5 separate regions of the Mus musculus genome follow, and all the other regions are linked to region 3. A link is a contact called in public promoter capture Hi-C data. All regions are on one chromosome and are shown on one strand. Each heading gives the region's core, a stretch centred on a gene start, on an enhancer-like site or on the middle of the called end of the contact. The rest is flanking DNA. Distances are from core to core; before and after follow the strand shown.

Region 1 (2,700 bases), core at 82-2,581, 1.8 Mb after region 3:
CAAACATGAAAAAATCCTGAAAAAGAAAAAGAGAACACTTTCTCCTGCTGTAAAAAGTCAGCTGCCTGCTAAGCAACGTCTATTTTAGAAGCAGAGGGTCAAAAAAAAAAAAAAAAAAAAAGGCAGACCTCCTGTCCTGGGGGGTTGACACTTCCATTTCACCTGAACAGACACAAAGCAGAAAAACAAACAAAAAAAAAAAAGTCACATCACCAAGATCTGCCCTTCAATGACCTCGGAGGAGAGTCCTCAGAAATCAGAGCTGGTCTGGGGAACTGTTTCACGCCCCCAGGGAGTCTGTCCCGTGTCTGCGGGATTTTGTTGGGTATGAAATGAGCATGGGGGCCATGCTGGAGATCCCGTGGGGCACAGGCCTGGGACCTGCAGATCCTCTTCTTTACAGTGCCTCTCCTAGCTCCTAGGATGGCCAGTGCAGTTTCCCCAAACTCTTTCTCCAGCCTCCTCAACGGCAAAAGGAAGCCGCTGTTAATCGTTCTTCCTCTGGAGGTCCCTTGTGTACTTACGTCTTATAGCATTCAAGACGCAACATGGAAAAAAAATAAACACATCAGCTCCTTTCAGTGGGCCGGTATGTGTCCACATGGGGAAATGTACACACGCTTTGCATTGAATGAATGCCCAGAATCCCCCTTCCCCCCGCTTTCCGAGATTAAACCTTCAGGTTCCCTGGAAGTAACAGTAAATAAGGCATCGATTCAAGCATCACCTACATTCATGCATGACCACCCTGTAAAACCTGATTACTGATTGCATTGTGCCGCCTATCACCCCGTGAAAGTTCAGAGGCTCCGTCAAATACACGGAGACTTTCTTTGCCTTGATTTCAGGTCTGGAACCTCTCAGCCTGTTGCTGACTTATCAAGGCTGCCCGGGATAAAAGGAGAACAACGTGGGCTGAATTAAATGCCAGCACTAAGAAAGCACAGGAATCTAGTTGATTTCCAGGTAACTTCTCTGCCCATCCCTAGTGTAAACACTCTGTTAAAACAAATTTGAACCCCCTTCCCTATGGTCTCTCGGGACACTTATGGGACCTTTCCCGGGAAAGAAAAGATGTGCCAGGCAGGACGAGCTGGACCAGCCTCATCCTCTAACAGGCAAACACAGGCTCGCCTGGCTGGAGAACTTTGCAAAGCGCCCCAAACGGCTCCCAGCTTCCACTCTCAGCCATTTCTCTTCTCAGCTCACAAAGAGCGGGGACGGAGCAAACCGTCGCCACCTGCAGCCAGGTCCCGGGGCGCTGCTCCTGGCGCCCGGCGAGGGAAGGCAGGCCAATGGCAAGAGGGCAGAGGTTCACACCCCCACCCCCAAACCTCTCGGCGCCCCAGTGCCCGGAGGTGGCTCTGCAGCCCAGGGAACCGACGCCCCCAGGCCGGCTGCTTGCTCCCCCACGGCCCGGCCCCACCCCCAATCCTTCCGGCGCCCCAGCGCCCACCCACCCGGGCGCGGGAGTGGGAGGGTGCCGCGTGGGCAGCGGGAGCAACAGGCGTGGGAGCAGCGCTCCTCGCACTTGCTGTCTCTGGGAGGCTCGGTCGTTTCCCTCTTACCTTCGCCGAAGCCAGCCCCAGGCCCCGCGCCCCGCGCGCGCGAGGAAGCTGAGGCCAGGGGCCGCCGAGGCGCAGAGCGCCCAGCAGCGCGGGGAAGCGCCCAGCAGCCGCCGCTCGGGCGGCTCCTCCTCGCCGGCGAAGTCTCGCTCGTCCCTCCTTCACTCGGTCGGTTCGTGCGTCGGTCCGTCCGTGGGGCCGTTCCTCCCCCGCTGCCGCCGCCGCCGCCGCCGCCACCGCCACCGCCGCTCCAGCCCGGGCTTGGCAGCGTGTCCCCTCCCCGCCTAGCCGCTCCGCTCTCGGGCTCGTGAGCTCCGGTTCGCTCGTTCCCTGCCCCCGCCGCCGCTGATGCCGGGCAGAGCGGAGCCGGGCCGGCCACGGGCTGCCTCTCCCGAGGAGGCGGTGGGGGCGCGGCGCGGGCGGGGCGGAGAGGAGAGTCCGGGGGAGGCGGCGAGGCTGCGCCCTCCGCTCCCCACCGATCCCCACGGGCCGAGCGGCCCCAGGCCGGGCCCGAGAGAGCAGAGCGGCCAGGCTGCGGAGGGAGCGAGGAGGAGGACCCGGGAGCCTAGCCGCCGGAGGGTGCCCAGGGCGAGGGCGTGCGAGGGGGAGTGACTCTGCGCGAGGGTGTGTGTGTGTGTGTGTGTGTGTGTGTGTGTGTGTGTAGGGCGCGCGCGTGAGTGGGGGGGCTGCAGCGGGGGGGGGGAGGCGGGGAGACTAGGCAGAGCCTGGTGCGTCTCCCCAGGAGAGTGGAGGAATCCTAGGGTGTGCCTGGAGGTGGTAGTGGAGTGTGCGGACGCGAGTGTGAGCGCGTGTGCCGGCGAGGGTGGGCATGGGGCGAGCGTGGCAAGGTGAGCTTGGCTTGGGGGTGGGGGAGGAGCCGGGCGTGCGGCGTGATCGTGAGTTCGGGGGCGTGTGTGGCTGGGGACTTAGGAAGAGGTGGTAGGGAGCGCTGGCGTGTATGCGCGTGGGGTGTGTACACTTAACTGGCTGTCTGTTTCCCATTCACTGTCCACGCGGTAGAGCAACTAACTCCTCTCCTTGGTCACCTAGTGAGGTGCAGCTGGTCGCCGCGCAAGCTTACAGGCTGACCCTGAACAGTCAGGTGTGTTTGCCAAAGCTGGGAAGATCCCACGGA
Region 2 (2,700 bases), core at 118-2,617, 1.6 Mb after region 3:
TGAGCTGGGCACTCTCTGAATCCAGATCTGCCTGGGTGACCTGACTGAATAGAAGAAAGAAGGAGCTAAGTGAGCCAGGAGGGCCTACTGCCATGGGAGATAAAAATGAAGGAGACATTGAGAGGTGGAGTGGGAGGTAGAAGCTAAGGCAGTCTAGATGGAGAAGGGACGGGCGGAGCTGAGAAAAGACGCACATTACCTACCTATCTGTCTGAATCCTGGTGGTAAAGGAAAACCAGAAGGGAGGGAGAAAGGGAGGGAAGGAGGGGAAGGAGGAGGGAGAGGGGAAAGAGGAGAGAGAAGAGAGACAAGAGGAGAGAGAGGCAAGAGAAAGAAATCAGAATTCACCTGGCTTCCCTAACACAGCCTTAACAGTCACTTATCCCTCTTCAGTGATTCATCCCCCCACTCCAGGGTAGCATACTCACCCTCAGCACCCCGAGGCCCCGCACACTCCCAGCGCACTCCCCAAGCCCAGACCTGACATCTGGCCGAGCCTCCACAACTCCCGCTCCGCGATCTGCCAGGCGGCACCCCTCCTCCCCCGTCATTACAGCTGCCACCCCCCTCCCTGCTGGCAGACAAGCCCGGGCAGACAGCCGGCCAAGCCTGCCCCCGCAGCCGCGCCAGCTCTGCCAAGCCCAGCAGAGCTGGGGGCCCCGGGCGGTGCCAGCTCCCCACGAGCGAGCGAGCAGTCCAGCCTGACCTCCTGCACAGGGCAGGGACCTGTCTGCGCGCTTCAGGAGCCCGGCACCCGACCACTGGCGCCCGATGCCTGTGCCTGTCATTCCTGCGACTCTGGACACTTGAGCCTTACTCCGTCCGTGTGCCTGTCCCCTCTGGGTGTGTCCTCCTTTCTCTTCAGTTGTTCTGTCACATTCAACTTATCTGGGTGCTCTGACTCCCTGTTACTTGTCCATATCTCATCAGAAATCTTTGCCAAAGTTTGTTACCTCTGAGCAACGTCCCTAGCCTCTACCTACCAGTTGGCATCCTCTCTCCTCTCCTCTCCTCTCCTCCCCTCTCCTCTCCGCTTCCGCCCGGTGCACGGAGCGCGGGGGGGGGGGGGGGGGGCAAGTCAGGTACCTAGGTCTGGGTGGAGCAGTCCTCCCTGTCCCCAGGCTCCTGCTCCGATCTTACCAGCTCCTGTTTGAGGCGACGCAGATAGCAGTCCATGTCCTTGCTCTCCTTTGTCATTCGCCCATTTGCTGGGCTCGGGCTCACGAGAAAGTAGGGTTCTCAGTGCGCTCCGCGCCCTTATCCGCGCTGAGCCGAGCCTCAGCTCCAGCGTGGGGACTTAGAGCGGCGTTCCCCGCTGCTGCCGCTCAATGCCCGGGATAGGGGCGGAGGAAAAGTGCAGCAGCCAATGAGAACTCAGAAGGGGTATCTTCGGCCAATGGGAAGAGCGGTCGGGGAGGGGGGGTGCTCGGGCCTGGCGACCCGAGAAAGTCTGTCACCGGCCTTGCAGACAGCAGCAACTACTGGGAGACTCGCAGAGGTCTTGATTAGGTTCTGGGTTCTGTGGGGCATGGAACTGGCAAAGCCCCCAGTCAAGTGCATTCATTGTCTATTATAAAGGAAGAACGCAGTTTTAGGATTGAGGACTAGGACTAGGCAGGAGGGTCACAGTGTTGAATCTTAACTCCTTTCAGAGAAGAAAACGCTCTCCTTTGCCTTCCCCTTAAATCCCTCAGAAGCCTTTTCTTTCTAAAGAGGGTCCTGGAAGTTCACGGCTCCATTTCATCTCCTCCGGGCCCACTCCTCTCTAGCGCTAGCGGAAGGAAGCGGCTTCCGCTAGGTCTCAGCTGGTGTGGCAGTCTATTGTGTTCAAGGTAGACCTGGTGATACTGAGTAAGAGAGACAAGGTCTCAGCCTTGCATAACTTTTATCGTGGAGGAGAAGGAACTATGAGACAAACAAGTAAATATGAGGATAGTCACTTCAGAGAGCGAATTTTAATGGAAGATTTAAAGATGGGGTGTTGGGAGCTGTTTCAATAGAGTTGGCAGGGAGTGGAGAAACAGGCCTTTCCCTTCCTAGAACTCCCTAATGCTGGCCTTCTTGAATAGGGGAGAAGAGGACTTGAGGACGCTCTGAGGATAGTTGACAGGCATTTCCCTGGTACCCATGCAGTAACTCCTAGGGGTGTAAGGGGTGGAGTTGGGGCACAGCGAAAGGGGTGCTTCTGCAGGCCAGTCCAACTCGATACTTCTAAAGCCGGCCTCCTGGCCACTTGCCTGACTTAAGTTACCCTCGGTGAGCAAACACCTCACCATTCGGCCTGCCAGAGTAATTAGTAACAATTTGCTTTGCTTTGTTTCAAGAAAATTAATAGGGGAAAGTTTGCCCCTGGCAAGATTTTGGTGGTCTGTGTGAGACAGAACCAAAAGGATGCAAGAGAAGCCGCGAAGGGAGAAAGCAGACACTGTGGACATTCATTTGATGCCAGCCAAGATCACTTCTTCAAAAACATTTAGGGGGTAGGTGAAGAACTTGGTGACTGTGACTATGCTCCTGGCCTATCTTCTCACTCCTCTTCAGAGTGATGTGCCAGTCAGAAAGTTAGGCTGGACGGTGTTGGTGCTGTTGAATCAGTTCAAGAAAGTAGTGGGTCAGAGCAGCATCCTCCACCATGACCCTCCTAGGAAACAGAGGTGGGTTCCCCACCCTGAAGCCCCACCCCTTTTACACAGTTATATC
Region 3 (2,700 bases), core at 111-2,610:
TAGCCTGACTGTGCCTGCACAGGGAATGCATTCAGTAAAGATGTCCTTATCTAAAGCCCTTTTCTAGACCACTTAAAATTTATTCAAAACCATTTTAGTAGGAACAGTTGTAGAACTGGGAGGAACATTTCTGCCTTTAAAATGCAACTGAAAGGCTTCAACCATCTACTCTTACTTGGAGATAGTCTCTATGCCCTAAAGGTAACAGGAATAAAAGCTAGAAAATAGTAGCAGTGTAAGTTAAGGCTCTCAGAACTTCAAAGGGAGGCTGGTAGGAGACACTTACAGCCCAGATTAAGTCCTTGTGAATCTGTGCATAGGACTCCAACAATGGATGGATTCTTCATTCTAATTTTGGGAGCACAAGAAAGATGAACCAGATGATGTGAAGAAAATATTTCAAATTACTGTAGTAAAACAGATTTTCTATGCACCGAGTATTAAGCACTTCAAATCAGCCCTTAAATTTTTTCGCCCCCTTTCAGAGGACAAACTGTGAGTTGTTTAAATAAACAAAACAAAACCCAAACCATTTTCTCAGGCACCTCTGCTTCACAAAGACACAAACAAGGCAGTTATCTTTAGGGCTCTGTCCTTGGTATAGAAGCATGCTCTAGGACTGCAACTCCTGAAGACAACTGTTAAATCTCAGTAACGGGAATTGCTCCTGGAGGGGATTAAGAAGCTCAAGGAGGAGGTGTCTTCTTGTAAGCCACTTTACACCTCCCAATTTTAAATTTTACAGAGATAGCTGAAAAACTTTACGGATATATTTACTTCACAAGCGCTGAGCAACTGACGGGCCACAAACGCGGGAAGATGTGCGTGAAAGTGCTTTGGCACTGCGGGGGCTCGATTTAGCACACCCGGGGCATCCTTCCCCAAACTTAATCCGTTTCCCAAACTTCTCAAGAGCTACTCGATTCTGCGAACACGCCTAACGAAACTTTACTACCCAGTAACGAGCGGCCCGGCCGTAGGCAGAAGTCACCCGCTCGCCGCCCCGAGTGCCCCAAACGCTTCCGCAGACACTCGCGGTCCATGCCGCTGTCCCATTCCAGCTCCCCTGTCCGGAGCCCAGGACCGGCCGCACGCACTACTCACGTGTCCTCCAAATGCTGCTCCAAAGTCGCCTCCATCCCGCAGGCTGTCCGCCCCAGGCCAGGACCCCGCAGCAAAACACTTCCTCCTTCACCGCAAACCTCGATCACGTGACTTGACCGAGGCGGGCGCCTGGACGGCGTCTCCAGAGGGACGAAATTCAGCGCGGCGCCGCGTCCGCGCTCTTTACGAAAAGGCATAGCTACTACCACAGGACCAGTGATGGCTGGCTTTCGATTGGGGGTGCTGGGCCTTCAAAGCAATCTGTAGTCGGGCCTCAGGGCCTTTTCCTGACCTAGCACTTGGACTTAGTGATTTTTAACCTTTGGATTTGGTTCAAGCAATTTCCAGTCCTAACCAGACGTAGACCTGGTTTAAATTTTAAAGTAACCAGCAGGTCTGGCATGGTCTCATCTATGCAATAGGCCAATCGCTAAGAAGACAGTGCTCAGTTTCTGACCCTAGGTCAAGAGGCTGAGGTGTATACTTTACCTATCAAAGCAGAACTGGCCTCCAGGTTCTGCATCCCTCAGTTCCCACCTGGCATACCTTGCCCCCAACCCTGAACTTTCCAGCCCAGGGGCTGGGCTGCCCTTCCCTTTCTATAGGGCTCCTTTCTATAGAATCCAGACATTTTGGTCTCCTTCTCCTTTTCTCTCTCTGCACACATTCCCCCTTCTCTCTTTCTTCCTTCCTTTCCCAGGAAACTTCGCTGGCCTTGGTCCTTGGGGCCAGTGAACTCACCCACCGGCTGGCAGCTTCCCAATAAACCTGCCTTTAACATCATCTACTCTGGTTTAAATTGATTCATTTCACCAACATCGGAGGAGAAGTAACCTATCACACAGGGCCGATGGGGAGGGGTGCACACACGGGACTAAAGGAAGAGATGGCACACGTTGAAACCCCAAACTGCGTGCTGGGAAAGTGTCAGAATCTTAACATTGGTACCTTCTTTGTTCTCGTAGGTTGGCCTCGAATTCTCCCACCTTTGTCCTGTGATTTACTGCCATGTGCCATATTTAATTTGCATTGATACTTCTAATAGCTAGGTCATGGGAAGTTTTAGGGGGAAGAAATTAGGTTTAAGTTTTAGGTGTTAGTGAAGACCGTGTATTATTACTTTAAAATAACTGAGCTTTAAAATTTTTATTCCCTTTTCTGTTTTAGAGACAGTATCTCATATACCCCTCATTGCCCTCAAATTTGCAGTGTGTCCGAGGCTGGCCTTGAAGTATTGATCTCTCTGCTTTTACTTCCCAAGTGCTGGGATTACACCAACATGCCTGGGTTTAAAAACTTTAGAATAAACTAACCACTCATAGTCCTACTGTGAAGAGATGATAGTTTGATAAGGATATTTTGGAGACTATCTTTTCCATATGGCTATCTTTGCAAATGTATTATTTGAATTTTTTTTGTTTTTTGTTTTTTGTTTTTTTTTTTTTTTTGTTTTTCGAGACAGGGTTTCTCTGTGTAGCCCTGGCTGTCCTGGAACTCACTCTGTAGAGAAATGTTTTTTAAAAGCAAAATCAATATACATACTATATATACAATTCTGAATTATGTAGCAGGGATTCTTCACAGAATTTATTATAA
Region 4 (2,700 bases), core at 55-2,554, 1.2 Mb before region 3:
TTGTGGGTTCCGTGTTAGTTAATGTTTTCTACTGTGTGAGAGCAGTAGGTTTTTGGTTTGGTTGTATGTGTGTTTGGTTTTTGAGACAGATTCTCACTACACAGCTCTGGCTGGCTTGGAGTTCGGTATTTAGAACAGGCTGGCCTTGACTTTACAGAGCTCTCTACCTCCGATGTGATATAAAAGGCACCTACTACTAAGCCTGACTAGGTTTGGGTTTTTTGGAGACATGCTGGCCCTGAACTCATGCACCCGCTGCTCCCACTCACAAGGGATGCACATGGACATGCACTACCACATCTGGCCAAGAGAGGTAATTTCAAATGAGGTCTTCTCACTTTAAGAGTAACAGGTGTGTGTAGGTTGGGCTTGGTGGCACACCCCTTTGATACCAGAGACTCCCCAGGAAGAGGCAGGCATCTCTGTCTGAAGCCAGCCTGGTCTACATAGTGAGCTCCAGGACAGCCAGGCCTATAGATTCTATCTCAACAAACAAAACAAACAAACAGACAAAAAGAATAACTTGAACGTGTTGATAGAATAGCCTGGCAATGCTCAAATTACATAAACATAGAATAGTTTCAATCGTAAATATAAGCTACAACTTCTTGCAAAGGTCTATTGGATTTGGGTGAGGGATATGTGAGAAGAGAGGTGTGCTCATCTCATGGACTGTCTTCTGACACCCAACCCTTCTTCCCCTGGTTTTCAACACAAAACTGTAGCCAAAGCTGCAGGAGACCGGGAGGGGACAAGCTCAGATTATCCTGCCTCCTAGCCTCCCTCCAGTGTCTCTGTTTATTAAGTCCATCAGGGTCTCTAACCTTGTCCTTTTATCTCAGGGGGGCTTGGCAAAGGTTTGTTGCGGGAGGAAGGGGGTAGGGCTAGTATAAAAAGAAAAATAAAGGATGAAATGGCACACATCTTTAATCCCAACATTTTGTTTGAGGCTGGCCAGGTTTACATAGTTGCTAGTCAGAGCTACACTGTGAGACCCTGTATCAAAACAAAAAGCCCCAGGGCTCGAGAATCTTGAGGGTAGGTAACTGGGTGTGTGCTCTGTAATCAAGATAGAGGAAAACTGGCATCTGCAAAGTGCATTGTCTTCCAAGTCAGCTTCGGTCCACACCGAGATACTCCCTTCAACCAGAGGAACCTGAGGCATTCACGATTTCAGTGGGGGGCGATCAGAAGGCCTTTCAGTAAGGAGTTCAGCAGAGAAACAACCCGCATAAGGCTACCACGCCCTTTTCACTTCTCACCACTCCCTCTGGACCCTGCCTAACACTGCGGCTTCCGGCGAGCTAGGCGCCGCCCCCTCCCGGGCTGCCGGGTGCCTGCGCAGTGAGACCAGGTCAGCGCGCAGGCGCAGTGCATCGTCCACCCGCCGCTTACAGTCCTCTCTTAGTGTTAACTGGTGAGGTAGAAGGATGGTGCTGGACCTGGATTTGTTTCGGGTGGATAAAGGAGGGGACCCAGCCCTCATTCGAGAGACGCAGGAGAAGCGCTTCAAGGACCCGGGGCTGGTGGACCAGCTGGTGAAAGCAGACAGTGAGTGGCGACGATGTAAGTACCAGGAGCTCGCAGTATCCCTTGAATCCCTCATGGCTTCAGAGGTCACAGCTTACAGCTTTTGTCAGATGCTCCCGCGACTGGCCGGCTCTACCGGCTTGTCCGTAGAACAAGCTGGGAACCGGGCTTGTCCCCCTCTCCCTGCAGCTCCCGCGGCCTGGGTCCCTCCCCGCGCGTGCTCTATGCTGACTGCCGCCAGTGCTTTAGGAAGGAGCTGCACGCACGCACGCGCAGGGAGAGCTGTCAGGCCCTTGCGTAGCTACAGCAAGCCAGAGCTGGAGTTTTACTTGGGGGGCGGGCTGGGAATTAATTTTCTATACATTTTGGTCATTCTCAGTGTTTTATTCGTCTTTAGCAAACCCAGCGTAGTCCTCCGGGTTTTGCAGGGATCAAAGGCTGCTCTCTCAGACTGAGTGACTTCTGCAGCACCCTAGGATTACTCCACCCCAGTCGAACCATCTGGGGACTTTGGAGGCTACTCTTGACTAAATGCAGTGACCCTGAAATTTGGGGTGGCCACTTCTCCAACCCTGAAGGCATACCTTTAAGAATCAGGCTTTTCCGTGCTAGATCAGATAGGACGGAGGGGTGCTGTAAGGCAAGAAAAAGCTTGTAATTACTGAGGATGGTTGTGATTTGTGGTAGTTTTCTGGAAAAGACGTTGGCAGCGTAGAAGTGACCCATCGTCATTCAGGAAATTAAAAGAAGCTCTAGAATCCTCTGCCTCCCAAGTGATCACCTGGCAGACCGGATGTTGTCAGTGGCATGTGACTCGGGTAGTCTGATGCAATAGGTCTGCAACCAGCTGAGAACCTGGTTTATAAGAGCACTGCTAAGGCAATCCCACGATCCAAGAGTGTCTCCCTCCTACTCCCACCCTCCAAAATAAACAGGATTTCTTTCTCTCTGTAGCCCTGGCTATCCTGGAACTTGCTCTGTAGACCAGGCTGGCCTTGAACTCAGAGATCCACTTGCCTCTGCTTCGAGAGTGATCAAGGGTGTGTGCCACCATACCCATAGGGGTGTTTTGTGGACATGATTTTACTGTTAAAAAGCTTCTTTGGTATCAAAACATATTTGCTTAGCTGACAGTTGTGTACCTGTTCTGTATGTCTCAGGTACTCTAAT
Region 5 (2,700 bases), core at 154-2,653, 1.3 Mb after region 3:
AGCTCAGGTCAATGGAGAGCTCTTATGTCAGAGGTACTCAGATCCCCATTTGAGGGAAAATTGAATTAGAAAAACCAGGAAATTTTAAGAGTAATAAGAGTTGTGGGCATAATCTCCTTCAAGCTATAAAATCTGAGAACTCAAGTACACATCTAACATACCTTTCCTTGAGTTTGTTGAACTCTGGATAGAGAACGTTTTCATCCTGCAGATTCTTGGCCACAATCTGATTGTTGCTCATTGAGGCAAAGGCAAATATCAGATGCGTACAAAGAAAGGGGTCCAGGTCATGGGGCATGATGGAGGCAGGGCCTGGCCGACTATGTGCCCAATTGGTGAAATAGCACACCAGTTTGTAGGCAGTACCTGGCAAGAAGAGCAAGTATTAATCAGCAGAGATCATGGGGCAAGAAGGGAACTCAGATTCTTGACAGTAGAGTGAGTCAACAAGCCTAATCAGAGACCAGGCCACTGTAACAGCCTCCATATCCCCCGTAAACATACACCAAAGCTGCTTATGCATGCCCCCAGACATCCTGACCTTTTGCTGAGGCTCCAGAGAAGAAAGAATGCCTCATGAGAGTAGATCCTGGCACATAAGGATACATACAAACAGCAAATAACCAGAGTCCTGTGTTGGATTGTATTGGATTAATAACCTCTGGCCAAGGAGCCATGACAGGCAGAGGTTCAGGAGACGCTGAATAGAGATTTCCTAGCCAGAGAATCTCCCTGGCTCTGGAGGAGAAGTGGTTTCCTCACCATCACTGTGTTTCATCAGAAGAACCAGCCCTGCAGGAAATGAAGAAATTCATATACACACATGCAGAGTGCACACTCCACACACCCTCCAGTTAGCAAGTGCCCTCTCCAGCTCAGCACCATGTACACATGTAGACACACAAATAGAGACATGCATCAGTCACTGGTTTCCTCTCCTCCAAAGCTAACAGAGTGGAACTAGTCTAAGCTCCTTTTCTAAAGCACATCGCATGCTACATGTACCTGCTTTGCATAGGGACAATGATGGTTAGAAGTGTGTGCTAAAGCTCTCGGCCAGTGATTCTCAATTCTGGCTACAAATTCAAAAGTACGTACACACACGCGCACGTGCGCACATACACATCATAGCCCTCTCATCAGAAATTTCAAATTAACTGGTCCAAGATGAAGCCCAAGCATGAAAACCACCAGGTTGGAGAACTACTGCCCAGCCCCTTCCTCCACAGGTGCCTTTCTTTTCTTTTCTACCCCACATTCACATAATCCAGCTCCCTAAGCCCCAGGTTTCTCTGCTAGGCACTAGAGACAAGACAAACTGCTATCTCCTGGACTATGTCATTGCTAGGCTCTGTCACACTCACCAGCCAGCAGCAGCAGCCTCCCCATCTCAACTGCCTGGTAGCTCTGGTGATGAAGCTCAAGACTCTTTAATAGGAGTTGGCTCACCTGCAGCATGGAGTCAGCTACACGTAAGCACCACGCCAGAAACAATGATTCAAGAGTCACAATGACCGCTGACAACTTGAACTCTCTCTCCAGAACAGCTGTAGTTCTCAGAGCCAACAAATCAATATCCCTGACCTGACACTAGCAGGGAGTGAGTATTCACCACAGGCTATAACAAAAACAAATGCAGTAGCCCTGAGACTTGTCTGGCAATCAGTCCCATTTCCTGGTATCCAGCTCTGCAGTTGAGATGGAGGAGACCTAGGACATGATGAAGTCTATACAAGATTATCAGGAAAACTGTATCAGAAAGTTTCAAAGCTTTGGCTTTGGACTAAGGCTTTTGGCTATTTAGGAAGTTTTATAGTTTTGGATGAGTTACTGAGCCCCAAAGTTTCCACACATAAAAGAAAGCCTGTTTCCCACATATAGTTTGTTCTTACTTCGAAGGAATTTATGAAAACTAAAGAGATGTGAAGACTATGGTTTGCATAAAATATAAGTTTAATTACTTACAGATGTCATTAGCAAGTTGCTCAAAAGAGCAGGATGCTCAAAAGCAAATACTGACACTTCTGAACAGGTGAAGTAAACACACTAAAACAGCATTTTATATGTTTTCTACATGACAGAGTTCAGACCCAGTGTCTACTGGGCGAACATATGAGCCAACTATGAGGTGACCTGAGCCTCAGGTATATGAATACCCAAGAACCAATTTTAAAGAAACTCTACAATCATGAAAAGTTTTTGTTTTTTTAAAGCATAAATCAGGTATCTTTGATTCATTGGTTTTCTTTCTCTGTTCCAGATGGCCTCAGACTGTGTAGCCTCTCTAAGACAGATGCTGCTGTACATGGAGCATCTATAATAGGGGGTACTAAGCAGATCTCAGGGCAATGGAGGAGAAAGGAAAACAGTGCCCAGTGGTCAAATCTGTTGAACATTTGTCCTTCATTTGTGGGATGAAATAAGCAAGAAACCTCATAATTTTTAAACCAGTAGTTTATTTGGGTACCAAAGAACAAAGACAAAATATGTAGAACATGGGTGTGTGAGTGTGGGCTTTATTATCGAACAGACCCTAGAGCCCCTTCCTGCACGTACCATCCCTGGGGCCCCATTCGTCCTATCTGTTTCGTGTACCATCCATTCCCACATCCCACTTTTGACCTAAATCAGCAAGTACCCCCAAGGCCAACATAAGTCAGGATTGGCAACACCTAGTAGCATTGGCTTAATGACGCCTAA

What was found. Promoter capture Hi-C pulls out the DNA fragments that hold promoters and counts their contacts.
Region 1: a contact with region 3 is called in a promoter capture Hi-C map of stem cell-derived epiblast-like cells, with 3 times the contacts expected there. The contact joins the promoter of Kcnd3os here to the promoter of Lamtor5 in region 3.
Region 2: a promoter capture Hi-C map of pre-B cells shows a contact between it and region 3, with 6 times the contacts expected there. The contact joins the promoter of Inka2 here to the promoter of Lamtor5 in region 3. A contact is called at or near these places in 6 of 39 promoter capture datasets (the 3T3-L1 cell line, cranial neural crest, hematopoietic stem and progenitor cells and 3 more) and 1 of 9 other capture datasets (adipose tissue).
Region 4: a promoter capture Hi-C map of pre-B cells shows a contact between it and region 3, with 4 times the contacts expected there. The contact joins the promoter of Sars here to the promoter of Lamtor5 in region 3.
Region 5: a promoter capture Hi-C map of embryonic stem cells shows a contact between it and region 3, with 3 times the contacts expected there. The contact joins the promoter of Ovgp1 here to the promoter of Lamtor5 in region 3. A contact is called at or near these places in 6 of 39 promoter capture datasets (cranial neural crest, embryonic stem cells, hippocampal neurons and 2 more), 1 of 115 datasets of contacts at active chromatin or transcription factors (embryonic forebrain) and 2 of 9 other capture datasets (adipose tissue and liver).

What each region holds. Positions count from the first base shown.
Region 1 is chr3:105,451,586-105,454,285 of GRCm38.p6, reverse strand. Kcnd3os (potassium voltage-gated channel, Shal-related family, member 3, opposite strand) reads left to right here and starts at 1,331. Exons shown (of 4, transcript NR_040759.1): 1 at 1,331-1,733; 2 at 2,616-2,700. It overlaps Kcnd3 (potassium voltage-gated channel, Shal-related family, member 3), which reads right to left and starts at 2,396. Exons shown (of 8, transcript NM_019931.2): 1 at 1,569-2,396.
Region 2 is chr3:105,703,266-105,705,965 of GRCm38.p6, reverse strand. Inka2 (inka box actin regulator 2) reads right to left here and starts at 1,367. Exons shown (of 2, transcript NM_175398.4): 1 at 1,141-1,367. The coding sequence starts at 1,197.
Region 3 is chr3:107,277,518-107,280,217 of GRCm38.p6, reverse strand. Lamtor5 (late endosomal/lysosomal adaptor, MAPK and MTOR activator 5) reads right to left here and starts at 1,360. Exons shown (of 4, transcript NM_026774.2): 1 at 1,105-1,360; 2 at 287-348. The coding sequence starts at 1,301.
Region 4 is chr3:108,443,863-108,446,562 of GRCm38.p6, reverse strand. Sars (seryl-aminoacyl-tRNA synthetase) reads left to right here and starts at 1,304. Exons shown (of 11, transcript NM_001204979.1): 1 at 1,304-1,566. The coding sequence starts at 1,431.
Region 5 is chr3:105,972,505-105,975,204 of GRCm38.p6, reverse strand. Ovgp1 (oviductal glycoprotein 1) reads right to left here and starts at 1,403. Exons shown (of 11, transcript NM_007696.2): 1 at 1,365-1,403; 2 at 763-792; 3 at 162-366. The coding sequence starts at 1,389.